Linked DNA regions of Mus musculus: region 2 is linked to region 1. The links are chromatin contacts, called in public HiChIP or PLAC-seq maps. All regions are on one chromosome and are shown on one strand. Each heading gives the region's core, a stretch centred on a gene start, on an enhancer-like site or on the middle of the called end of the contact. The rest is flanking DNA. Distances are from core to core; before and after follow the strand shown.

Region 1 (6,228 bases), core at 1,345-3,844:
CTTCTCATTTTTTCATTAACAACAAATACCATGCGGCAACCAATATCTCTCACCCTCACTCATCCTCCTCACCTTCATCCTCATCCCAAATGTCCTGCTGACCACTCTGACCCACACCAAACTGATATCTCGCTGCTGTGTCCCAATGCAAAATGAATCCCTGATACCCACAGGTCAAATGTGCAACAAGTCTTGATAATTTTAACACATTTCACCACTGCGTTCTTAGTTAGAGTTGGTTTACTGACCATAGCAGAACGCTAAGGCGCCCAGGCAGACCTTTCACGTGGCTGAATGACTATTTAAATGTAAATATTTTCACGAATGTTAAAGACACTAAACATATTCCCCAATCCCGCTTTCCACACTAAGAGGTCCCAGCTCGTTAATCAGGCTTTGGACAGAATTCAGTACGGGCGCCACCTCAGACAGGCCCATTTGTTGGAGTATGTACATATATGTGAGACGTTAAAAGCAAGGGAAAGGTGTGATTGTGTTGCCTCTCATGTTCTATGCAACAGTCCTGTCTGCCTCTGGACAGCCCCCATGCTGACACTTCAGGACTTAGAAGGTCATCAGTGCTTAGAGACATAGAGGTGGACTGGATGGACAATGCTCTCCCCTCCTCCCCTCACACTCTCCCAGAAGCTCTCGCTCTCTCACCTTTGGGTCCTTGAGCCTCATCATCACTGTCGGAGCTGTCATTACTCACGATGTGCTTTGCTGTAATATTTTCTATGGGAAGAAGACAAAATCATTGAGACATCTTGGGGATCAGATTCACAACTAAATTTACGGGGCAGACGAGGGAGTATTGGTGCAAGTCTTTAATTCCAGCTCGCAGGAGGTGGGGGCAGGCAGAACTCTCCGGGTTCAAGGCCAGTTCCAAGCCAACCAGAGCTATGTGGTGGTCGCATTCCTTTTTAACTGTGGAGAAGTGATCAGAGCAAAACTACAGGAGGAGGACTACTGTGTCTCCCTGGAACTTTAGCCTTAGTGTTGTAAGTGGACACTTACCAGATTCGCTAATTTAAAAAAAAATGTATCACTGAGTGAAATAATATCCCAGTAAACAAAATTAATGTAAATTTATCAATTCCTAGTTTTAAGGAAAGGGCTTTTATGAGTTCATTGTAACTTTAATAACTGCTTGATTATATTTTTAAATAGTGTTTATGAAAGAGAATAAAGGACAAAACCAGATCTACAAATGATCTACTTACTAAACAGTCTCCAGAACATGGAGAACAAGTACTCACTTTATTTAACTTCTGATTTTTTTTGCCAACACTGAAAACCATCTGTCGGTTTCCAGTATGTGAATAATTTGTCTTTTTTTTTCTTTTCAAAGCATACTAAGACCAGCCATGAAAGCTAAGAAGCACTACATAGCCTTAATATCAACATAGTGGTAAAAGCTGGTCTAACATTTCACCATCCTTTTCCCAGGGGAAATGCATCTAATTTGTGAAACCTGACAACTATTCTTGTGATTAATATTTGCAGAAAAATCAGACTTTCTGCTGGTTCATGTGAACTATGCTTCGTAGTGACTTTTTCTTTTTCTTTGCTAGCAAATAGAAAAGACTATATTTTTTTATTCAATTTCAATACACTAGATCCAAATTTAGCAATTTTACTCACAAGAACCACTTGGGAAAACGCAAGCTCAAAAAAAAAAAAAAAACCAAGGGGTGTGGCATGCAGCTCCCCATATTTCTCTCTTTATATTTGTTAAGCTCACATAAATAGCAGATGCATGGACAGTTACATAATGAAAAGGTTAGTAAATTCCTGAGAGGTTAAATTTCACTTTTACTGGCATTAGTTATAACTACAAAATTCAACAAAATAAAATACTCAAAATGTGATTTTTTTCTTTTCCTATTATAACTGTGACAGCAGTAATTCTGTTCCACAGCAGAGGCGGGTAGTAAAAAAGACACACCCCAGTTGTCATACACTTTGGGTTGCTCTGCTGCTTGCTATCTGCACTTTTCTTTCCTTAGACATTTTCTCCTGTCTGTCTCTATGGCTTTGGTATGTCCTACTTTGGCTGCATTTAGTAAGCGAATTTAAGAAAATGGCACTGTTTTCTTTATAAGGATGTTTTTAGAGCTTGACTGGATTTATCTGAACTCATCTCTGGTATCTTTACATAGCTCACTTTAGTAGTAAAATTTCCCACATCAAACAACTCTTTGAGCAAGTAAATTATTTCATTTAAAGTTATTTAATCAGGGTTCCAGTTCACCTTAAAATCTTCACTAAGGTAATAGAGTAAAAAATAAACAAACAGACAAACAAACAGGCAAACAAGTCCCCTCTGGGTGCCCCTTAAAAAGAGAGACCCCACTTAGTCAAAGGATGAAGCAGTCCCCAGAAGTCTCGAGAACCCTCAGTCACCTCTTCAGTTTCATTTCTGGAAACCCTTACATAATCTGAGCTAACATGCCTCCTGCTGACCAGTGGAGCCCAAGAACACAATATCCACTGCCCTCAGTCTGACACAAAACAGCCAGTGGCCAGACTGCTGGCCCCGAGGGGACTTCTCCACAGAGATTTCTCAGCACTGTGCGCTGTAAACATCTTCCTTTTCCTTGGCCTGCAGCCATTGTCTCGCCCACCTTCTGATGTGTAATTTCAGCCCTATTCTCTTCCTGCCTTAGGAGGAAAAAAATAATAATTAACCTGAGTTATCAGGATTATTCAGCAGAGAAGGAACACAGGAAGCAGGCCACCCGCGTGGGCTCCCTCTCTGCTTTCCTTTCTCTTTTTAAAAACCTTCACGTAGTTCAGAAAAGACTTGTGTGATTCAGAAAAGACTCAGTGGTTTCCACAAAACTAAAGTTGAACAGGTCATCTACCAGGGATGCCACTAAAATAAACCAAGCAGGATTACCTCACCCCTACACTTTAGCTCAGGCTAACCTAGATCTTCTTATAAAGCTCAGATTAAAGGTGTCATCTTACAATCTTCTGGTGGGGAACCCCGATTTGCTGTTGGTGGTGGTATAATGTTGGGGATCAAATCTAGGGCCCTGCACATGCCAGATAAGTTATCAACCACTGAGGCTGCCTCCCAGACCTTCTTCATCTTTATACACTTTGATTATATTTTAACCATGAAGAAATAGTGACTCTATTAAAGATCACCTCTGGCTCCAGATACTACCCACTTTGCCGGCCCCCTAACTTAGTGATGCTTGGATGGACCAAGTACTACCAACTATAACTGCCCTTTCTGCTTGATTTAATGTGTATTTAGAAATAGTTGGTCCTAATGAAAAGGTACAATCACTTTCCCAGTACTTACTTAGGAATGATCCAAATGAACAAATGGAACTCTTAAAGAATAGACTAATGAATCTTTGCATGCTATATATAACTATCAACAAGAGAAAGAAAACCTCTCAGGAGGAGAAACAGTACTACTACTCAGAAGGACATGTATGGTACTCCACGCCATGTTACAATTAGAGTCTCTTCTGCATAAAGCTTCATTATGTCGATAGCCATTGCCCATGATTGCTGAAGGTCACATATTGGTGGTGGTGGGGGGGGGGGGGACGGGGAAAGCAAATAAACATTTTACATAAATACATTTTTTAAAATGAATTGATTATTTTTAAAATATCATTTTTTGTATCCTGTGTTCTCCAAACAGACCAGAGATATTTCATGAACAGGAGGGCGGGGAAGATGTAATTGACTGGTAGCCCTGATCCCTGATACATTGGCTCCAAATTCACTCATTCATTATTCTTATTTGTTTTCTTTCTGAAACAGGATTTCATGTGTCCTGAGGAGTTCTCTGACTTGTGCCCCATGCCATGGTTCATGTTCCTGGGGATCAAATGCAGGATGTTGCAGACTATGGAGTGCTCTATAAACGGAACCACATCCTTGTCCCAAAATCTCTAATTCAGCATTGAACTCCACAGTCCATCAAAACATAGTGCTTACTGGGCATAGACCTCAAACCTCTGGGCAAATCATGATGATATGCACCACTTTTTAAAGTCAAATTTATTCATCCAGAAAAACATATTTCTAGAGTTCTATTTTAATAATGAATATAATCCACTAGTTCTCCATAGAGGTTGTCTATTTTTTAAAGATTTGGAACACTCATTTTTGAATTATTATAGGATGTTTGATTTAAAGAAAACCATTAGTTTTAGCTTACAAGACATGACTTAATTTATCTGCTTTTTGTTCTTGCTTTTGTAGTGTGTACTAGAATCATCTGATAAGCTAGAAACGAATGCCAGATGTAAAGCTCTTCTTAGGAACAACGAGTAATCTTTGTAAATTTCACAACTGAAATGCCATTAACAGTGCTTCAATAATTTGGACATGATTTTTAGGAAACACTTAAATTGTTTCAACCAAGTTACTGATGAATTCAGAATTAAATCCTTATGAAGATTTAATGTTCTCCACATATATGTGAGTCGTTTATCAGTATAGTTAATTATCAGTGTAGCTTTTCATCATCCGAAGCCTTTTACAATACCTAATTCCTCTTCCATTGTAGAGCCTTTATTCTGTGAGCCAGAAACTCCCAAAACTCTGTTGAACAGTATAGAAAAGGCACTGCCCCAGACACCTAGAATAAAAGAGAAAAACAGTAACTTCAAATGCATTCAAATTTAAGTTAGTTGAGAAAGAGAGAGGGAGAGAGGGAGAGAGGGAGAGAGGGAGAGGGTTTGATCACTCACCCATCAAGAAATGCAAGGGGTTTTCTTCATATTTTTTTACAACTGTTCCCATAAAAAACTTGCTTCCAAATAGGTCAGGAGCCATAAAGGTACCATATTTTGCCATGCCAATCTCATATGGACTAAATTCCACCCAATCTAGAAGCATTTTAGAAACAAGACACTTCATTAATAGAAAAATGACATACTGACATATATAGTCACACATAGTTAATAGTGGCTTTAACAGAACCATGATTAATTTCACTTATTTAAGCTAGTTTAAAAAAAAAACAATCCTTATGACACTCTTTAGTGATTGAGGAAGAAAAACAGATGAAAAAGACAATATAAAAGTTCCCTTCTAATCGGCACAAAGTGAATATCTTTTTCTATTTAAAAATTCAGACTTCTTTTGCATAGCCCATCTTAAATTTAAGACTGTAAAACTGAGTGAAGAAGTCTAACTCGGGCATAAAATCCATTAAGGAGACTAAAGAAATCAAACTCCTTATAGTAAATCAAACCTCTAACAAAATGGGGAAGAATTTTCAGTACCTTTATTCAACTTTTATTCTGTTAGTCATTTGTTCTAAAGTCCCAACCATAATGCCAAATTGTGATTCTGATTTCTTAGCAATACACCAAGCCCGGAATAGGAAGGTACACTGCCCAACAGAAGCAGTGGAGCCAGACAGTCTGGGATCCATCCCTAAGCTGGGGCTCGCTAACTGTGCTCATCTGACTAAATCAACTATCTCCTCCGGTCTTAATGCCCTAATCTTAGCATGAATAAAGTCAGTAGATGGTTTGTAAGATTAAAGCCCCAGTGAGCTAAGAAATGTAGGAAGCATCGGGAAAGCCATGACACATCTCAATAGCTCAGTTAATAGCAGCCATTGCAATATTTGTGGTCTGCCTATGGCATCACTGTGTCTAATCGTGATCTTCACTTTAGTGAGAATGTCTGGGATCTGACTCTTGCTTGCTATACGTACTGTTCCTTTTGGCTTCCCTTCTTAGCACCACTGTTCACAGCATTAATCTTACTTTAACATCTTTTGTGACTGCCTCCCTTGACATAATAGTTCACATCTGAAAACTCAAGTGCTATAGGGTCGATCATCAGACATGCTTCCATATAGCATCATCACCACAGAAACCATCACCACACTACACAGAGTGCTCCGCCCTCTCCCTGGATCTCCATGGTGACTTCCTAAAATGTCTCAACCCTCTTCTTTCCCTCAGCATCCCCCATTCTGATTCCCACCTACTAGTTTCAAAATAAACATAGGAAAATAGAAATCACAGAACACTGATACCAATTGAAAGCCTTCTAAGGCTGCCTTCTTAGGCTCTGAATTGAAAGGCAGCCTACTCTCCATCTGCCCAGTTTGAGCAGTCTCCCATCAACTCTGCCATCACACACCCTAATCATGCAAACTCTCTTGCTATTCCTTGGAAATCAAGGCCGTTTCCACAGGGTCCTCTACTCACTGTTCCCTTCTGCAATTACATGGCT
Region 2 (6,228 bases), core at 2,338-4,837, 280 kb after region 1:
AGATGAATCTTTCCACAATATATTCTCAGACCCTCTCCTCCTGATGACTAGTTTGAATTCCCTCCTCCCCTCTCTCTCCTTACTCAGGCTCATGGAAGTTCCCACCCTATTCTCTCTCTTCTCCCCACCCATTGGGTGATCAGCATTTATTGACAAGGCAGAGAATAGATGGCGAGAGTTGTTTGCACAAATTTGAGACAGGAGAGTCTTGACCTACACATTACAATGCCCTGTCTGGACTGAAACAGGGTATGAGGGCATTTGAATAGCACAAGGATATTCTTTACACAGTGTACCAAACATTATGCTTATGAGCAATAATCAGTTGATAGATACATCACTGAACAAAGACAGTCACTGTGCAATAGTAACCGGCAGTGGAGACTTGGGAGCATGTGAGTGTCTATGACAAGGAACTGCAAACTCAAAGCTTATTTTAAAACACCCTCTTATTTCTATTCTAGCTTATTCCATTTTTGAAGACTCACCAGTGTGTTGTAAATAGCATTTTTTTTAAAGACAATCTCATCCAGTTCAGGCTGTTTGTAAGCTCAGTATGTAGCTCTGGGTGGCTAACCTGATTCTCCTGCCCACATCTCCTCAGTGTTGGGATATCTGGTGTAAGTCAACAGGCCCAGTTTTAGTTGGTGTTGGGGATTAAATTCAGAGCTTTTCTGCATATTAAACAAGGACCCTACCATATCCAGAGCCCTTGGATTTTAGTTTGAAGATAATGATGATTAGAAACAGTTCTGCTGTGGTTCGGAGTATAAAAATCTACCTTATTTTATTTATGACTGTGTGAGGTCAGGTAGTATGGATGCATGAAAGCTGATACCTGAAGAGGCTTGAGGCATCTGGTATCCTTGGAGATGAAATTCCAGATGCTTGTAAGTCTCCCACTCCCAGTGCAGATGCTGAGAACCTGAATTATGTCCTCTGCAATAACAGTAAGTACTCTTAACCCTGAGACTTCTCTCTGCCCCCCCCTTTTTTTTAGCAATTTGCAAATTTCTGGAAATATCAACTACATTTCAATTTTTTCTTTCTTAATTTTTTTCTTTTAGACAGAATTTATTTCATAAGTGTTTATTTTATTTACATTTCAAATGTTATCCCCTTTTCCAGTTTCCCCTCTTCAAAGCCCCTATTCCATCCCCCCCTTACCCTGCTTCAATGAGGGTGCTCCCTCACCCACCTACCCACTCCTGTCTCATTTCCCTAGCATTCCTCTACACTGGGGCATCAAGCCTTCACAGGACCAAGGACCTCCCCTTCCATTGATGCCAGATAATGCCCCTTCAGTCCTTCCCCTAACTCCTCCATTGGGGTCCCTGCACTTAGTCCGATGGTTGGCTGTGAGCATCTGCATCTGTATTGATCAGGATCTGGCAGAGCCTCTCAGGAGACAGCAATATCAGGCTCCTGTCAGCAAGAACTTTTTGGCATCTGCAATAGTGTCTGGGTTTGGTGTCTGCATGTGGGATGGATCCCCAGGTGGAGCAGTCTCTGGATGGCCTTTCCTTCAGTCTCTGTTCCAAGTGTTTTTATTGGCTGGGGATCTGGGGATACAACAGAATTGGTAGAGTGCTTGGCTAATGTGTATGAAGCCCTGAGTTGGATCTCTAGCACCACATATACTTGGCATAATCACACATGTCTTATAACCACAGCACTAGGGAGGTACAGGGATGAGAATCAAAAGTTTAAGGCCATCATTAACTACATATTGAGTTCAAAGTCAGCTTGGACGACAATAAAACCCTATATCAGGAAAAAGAAATGTTCTCATATATGCAGCACAGTTGAAGAAAGGTAAGGAAATATTTCATAGGTACATTGTCTAACCTCCACCATTATCAACATTGCCACCAAAGGGTATATTTATTACTATTGTCTACAGAGCCATTTAGTATAAACTTTCCCAAATGTATAGAATTAACAATACAGAATATAGGTTCTTCTATAAATGAGGTCCATGACATAATGATAGGTCAGTAGGTCCACTGAGAACTATCTTAGTTCCTTGTCTTTTTGCTATAAAAAAGTACCTGACCACAACAACTTAAGGAAGGAAGGCTTTATTTTGATTCACAGTTTGAGGGTACAGTTCACCATGGTGAGGAACTTGAAGCTGCTGCTTAAAGCACATCCATAGTCAGAAAGCAGAAGAAGGGGAAGTTATACTCGGTTCACTTTATCCTCTTTATTCAGTTCAGTGCCCAATCTATGGACTGCCTATCCATGGTTAACCTCAACTGGGCAATCCTCCATAGACTTACTGTGAGATCTTTCCCTCCTGTGATTATAAATTCTATCTAGTTGATAATCAAAATTGATCATCACAGATGATCAGACAGTTTTAAACTAGTTTCCTATTATAAATGGGAGATAGAACTGGCTCAGGCTCCTATTATTTATCCTCATGAGATATAATCAACTTGACAGATAATGGTTATACAATAGCATACTTACTACAATGCAGATAAAGTTTTATGAAAGGAGAGAAAGGGAGAGAGTCAGTCATCAGGGAGGGAATCACAGGGAAGGTGGAAAAGTTGTCTGTGAGCGTGACTAAGAGAACCAGGTGGATGAGCAGGGTGTGTGAGGTGAGACAGGGGAGGGAGAAGCTATTCACACATGGAGACCCAGCACATACTGGCATGGTTGGGGAATTGACAAATCTTTCTGCATAAAAATTACAAAGAAAAACTCTAAATTTATACCATGGCAGTTGTAAGGAGGATGAGACTTAAAATACACACACACCATGCATACACACACACACACACACACACACACACACACACATACACAAAATCATAGTAGGGGGATGGAAATTAATGATTCTGAAGGAGGTTTTAGTGATAGTTAATTTGAAGAGAAAACTTTATTTGTGTATAGGCATGTGTGTTATATACAGGTGATGTATGTGTACTTAGACTCATGTATAGAAGCTGCAGGAGGGATCCTGCTCTATCAATTTCCATTTTCTTCTATTGAGCCAGGACTGAGTAAGTAGACTGGTGGTTAACAAGACCCAGTGATCTCTCTGGCTCTGTCCCCCACAATGCTGGAGTTATAAGCATTTGCACAGCCATACTCAAGAGTTTATTTTGAAACAGAGACATGAGATAGGTAAGGCTATTGCAAAAATTAGTGTGCTGTCAAACATTGGCAATAGAAATTGAGGGGCAGAGATGTCTCTGAGCTAAATGCACAGGATGAAGGGGGCAGATAATAAGTTGAAGCTGCCAAAGGAGGAGAACATGAATTCCTTCTACAATAATAATAGATGAATTTCAGAGACTTAGGGAAGGTCAAATTTGTAGGTGAAAGCCTACAAAAGTTCAATGTTTTATGTATTAAGATGTTTCTTGAACAAGATAAACCAGTTTCCTTTTTCTTAGGCAAAAGTGTCTGTGACCAAGAAAACAATAGGGGCAAATCAAAGATTTGCGAGCCATTGCCATTCAGTTGGCAGTCTAGGTACAGGATTGGAAAAAAACGCATCCCAGAGAAATGCAAACCGAAGAGACGTGAATCACTGCCATTGCACAATAGCTGAGTCACTCTTGAGTCTGTCTCCTGATGATACTTGAAAAGGGGCGGTTTGGGGAGCACGGTGCTCAATGATACAACCCTAGATGGAGAGCTTGCCTGACATGTGCTGGATGGTGTGGGTTCAGTTCTCACACTGAATATGTGGAGCTCTGTGGGAAGGCTGGTAATATAGGTCGTGAAGCAATCTACGAAGTGCATGACCAGCCAAGGAGAATTTTCTTGTAGTGTGGTTCTAGGGAGCATCCTGCATGCTTCTGAGGAGAGTTTCCAGAGAGGGAGCCATGCTGCTGAGAGGCTGGAAGTTCCTTCGAGGCAGGCAAAAGGAAGGGTTTATCTGGTCTTGCCATCATCAAATTCCTGTATGGGCCCCTATCTGAGGAGGCTGGTGGTCCATTCGCTGTCTTGTTGAATGGTAAATTTTACCGTGTGAGTTGTTTTTCATCAGACTGGTCATTTGTGTAAGAGGCCATGGTCAATAGAGGTTAAAGATGTCTTTGGAAGGCATCCATCATGCATTGGGTTCCAAATGGCTTACATCTGATTATAAAAATATGAGAAGGGAGAAGCTGTGTGAGGAGGGGACTGGGAGGAGGGGAGGGGTTGTGATCAGGATGTGAAATGAATAAATAAAAAACGATAATGTGATAACTTTGCTTTTGTTGTTTTGGGACTTTTGTCTCTCCAAGCACTACACAACAAAGTAAAAATCTTTGAAAGGGGACCATGAAGCTTTGTGCTTTCTATTTTCAGCCAGTGCAGAGAGATGGACATCTCTCAGGACAACTGGCCCAAACGCTGCAAGAGAAAACTCCACCACAAGAAGCAGAAGGATGAGCTGGGACGGCCTGCTGCCAACATGAAGACTGGCCCTTGCCACATACACACAGTCTGAGTTCGAGTAGGCATTAAGAAGTACCCTGAGATTGGATGTGGGGAACTTTTCCTGGGGCTCTGAGTTTTGTACTTGCAAAACAAGGATCATCGATGTTGTCTACAATGCATCCAATAATGAGCTTGTCTGCACCAAGGCCCTGGTGAAGAATGGCATTGTATGTACTGACAGTACACCGTACCGGTAGCAGTACAAATCTCACTATGTACTCCCCCTGGGCAGCAAGAAGGGGGCCAAGCTGACTCCTGAGGAGGAAGAGATTTTAAACAAAAAACGATCAAAGAAAATTCAAAAGAAATACACCGAAAGGAAAAAGAATGCCAAATCAGCAGCCTCCTGGAGGAGCAGTTCCAGCAGGGCGAGCTTCTCCCCTGTGTTGCCTCAAGACCCGGCCAGTGTGGCAGAGCAGATGGGTATGTGTGAGAAGACAAGGAGATGGAGTTCTATCTGGAAGATCAAAGCCTGCCAAGGCAAATAAGCCATCCTTCAGAGCTCGTGTAATAAAGGTGTTTACTGTTCTATATGTTTAAAAAAAAAATCCTTGCAAAGCTGAAATGAATTCTTCACAAAGGTGGCCAGTGGCCTTTTTGGTGGTCATTTGGTTTTGTTTGTTTTGTTTTCTCTTAAAGCTTTCATATTCTCTCTGCTCCCTTTGTTTACGGTGTCTTATCTCATCTCCTCCACACCATCCAGCACATGGCTTTCACACCAGCCTTTTCTTCTTTTATTGTGTAATTGAAAAAAATTTGTATATGAGTATTTTTGCCTGCATGGGTGTCTGCATATCTGGTGTCCTCTGAGACCAGAAGAAGGCATTGGGTCCCACAGATCTGGAATTCCAGAGAGCTGAGACATGGGTGCTGCTAGTTAAACCTGAATCCTCTGGAAGGGTAGAGCTGAAATGGAGTCCTCTCCAAGAGTTATGTGCTAAGCTGTCTTTCCAGTCCATCAGTCGTAATAAAGATACGTTCACCTCCAATCATCTTACTCCTTGTCACTTCCCTCCATCCACATGCACTTCCCAAAAGTACCTGTTTCCAATTCTTCATAGCAAGAACAGCGAAAAGCTTGGGCATTGGAAAAATCTAAACTCAGTGCTCAGTTCTTGTAACGAGTATCGTATTTTGCTCTCTGAGACCAATGTATATGTAAGTTAAAATGGCAGGCTACCAGTTCTTTCATATGCTTGAAGTTAATTGCAGTATGAGCCTACACAAGTCAACAACCTCTTAAACTTTCATTCCCTTCTTTTCTCCCATCTCCCCCCGCCCCGCCCCCTTTCTCTGTCTTTCTGTCTCTCCTCCGCCCACATCCCTCTCAGTTATTGACACATAGTCTAAGCTTGTTAAAGTGAGGAACCATGAAACAGCTTAGCCAAACAAGTTGAAGATTTTGTTTTCTTTGAGGAGAAGCCAGAAGTATGAATAGAGAAAAATCACTCCTCTGGGGATTGAGACAGAAATGTCAGGAGAGAGATTTCAAATGGAGAGTCTTCAGTAGGTCTGGATCTCACCCTGCAGCCTAGGCTAGCTTGGAACTCTATAACCCAGACTGAATTGGCAATTACGGGAGCCTCAGCCTCCTTAGTACTGCCGTTACAGGTGCATGCCTCTATGCCCAGCTAAAAGAGATGAGAGCTTGCCACATGTACCCTCATAATTTTTTTGTTTTTGTTTTTTTGTTTTTTGTTTTTTTTTTTTTTTTTCGAGACAGGGTTTCTCTGTATAACCCTGGCTGTCCTGGAACTCACTTTGTAGACCAGGCTGGCCTCG

What was found. HiChIP or PLAC-seq counts read pairs in DNA pulled down with a chosen protein or histone mark.
Region 2: a CTCF HiChIP or PLAC-seq map of the NIH/3T3 cell line shows a contact between it and region 1, with 7 read pairs. The contact joins two enhancer-like sites. A contact is called at or near these places in 1 of 15 datasets of contacts at CTCF or cohesin (the NIH/3T3 cell line), 5 of 484 Hi-C or Micro-C datasets (bone marrow-derived macrophages, cortical neurons and embryonic stem cells) and 2 of 115 datasets of contacts at active chromatin or transcription factors (a colorectal cancer cell line and pancreatic cancer cells).

Annotation. Positions count from the first base shown.
Region 1 is chr1:149,860,392-149,866,619 of GRCm38.p6, forward strand. Pla2g4a (phospholipase A2, group IVA (cytosolic, calcium-dependent)) reads right to left here. Exons shown (of 18, transcript NM_008869.4): 11 at 4,725-4,862; 12 at 4,520-4,612; 13 at 664-735. Among named protein-coding and RNA genes, the nearest start is that of Pla2g4a, 98 kb to the right of the region's middle. Within about 2 kb of position 2,595, at least 67 of the 459 cell types and tissues checked have an H3K27ac peak or open chromatin away from gene starts, as enhancers often do. A contact at or near this core is called in the NIH/3T3 cell line and pancreatic cancer cells, where this site is marked.
Region 2 is chr1:150,141,639-150,147,866 of GRCm38.p6, forward strand. It overlaps the pseudogene Gm9687. Among named protein-coding and RNA genes, the nearest start is that of Ptgs2os2, 20 kb to the right of the region's middle. Within about 2 kb of position 3,588, at least 40 of the 459 cell types and tissues checked have an H3K27ac peak or open chromatin away from gene starts, as enhancers often do. A contact at or near this core is called in the NIH/3T3 cell line and pancreatic cancer cells, where this site is marked.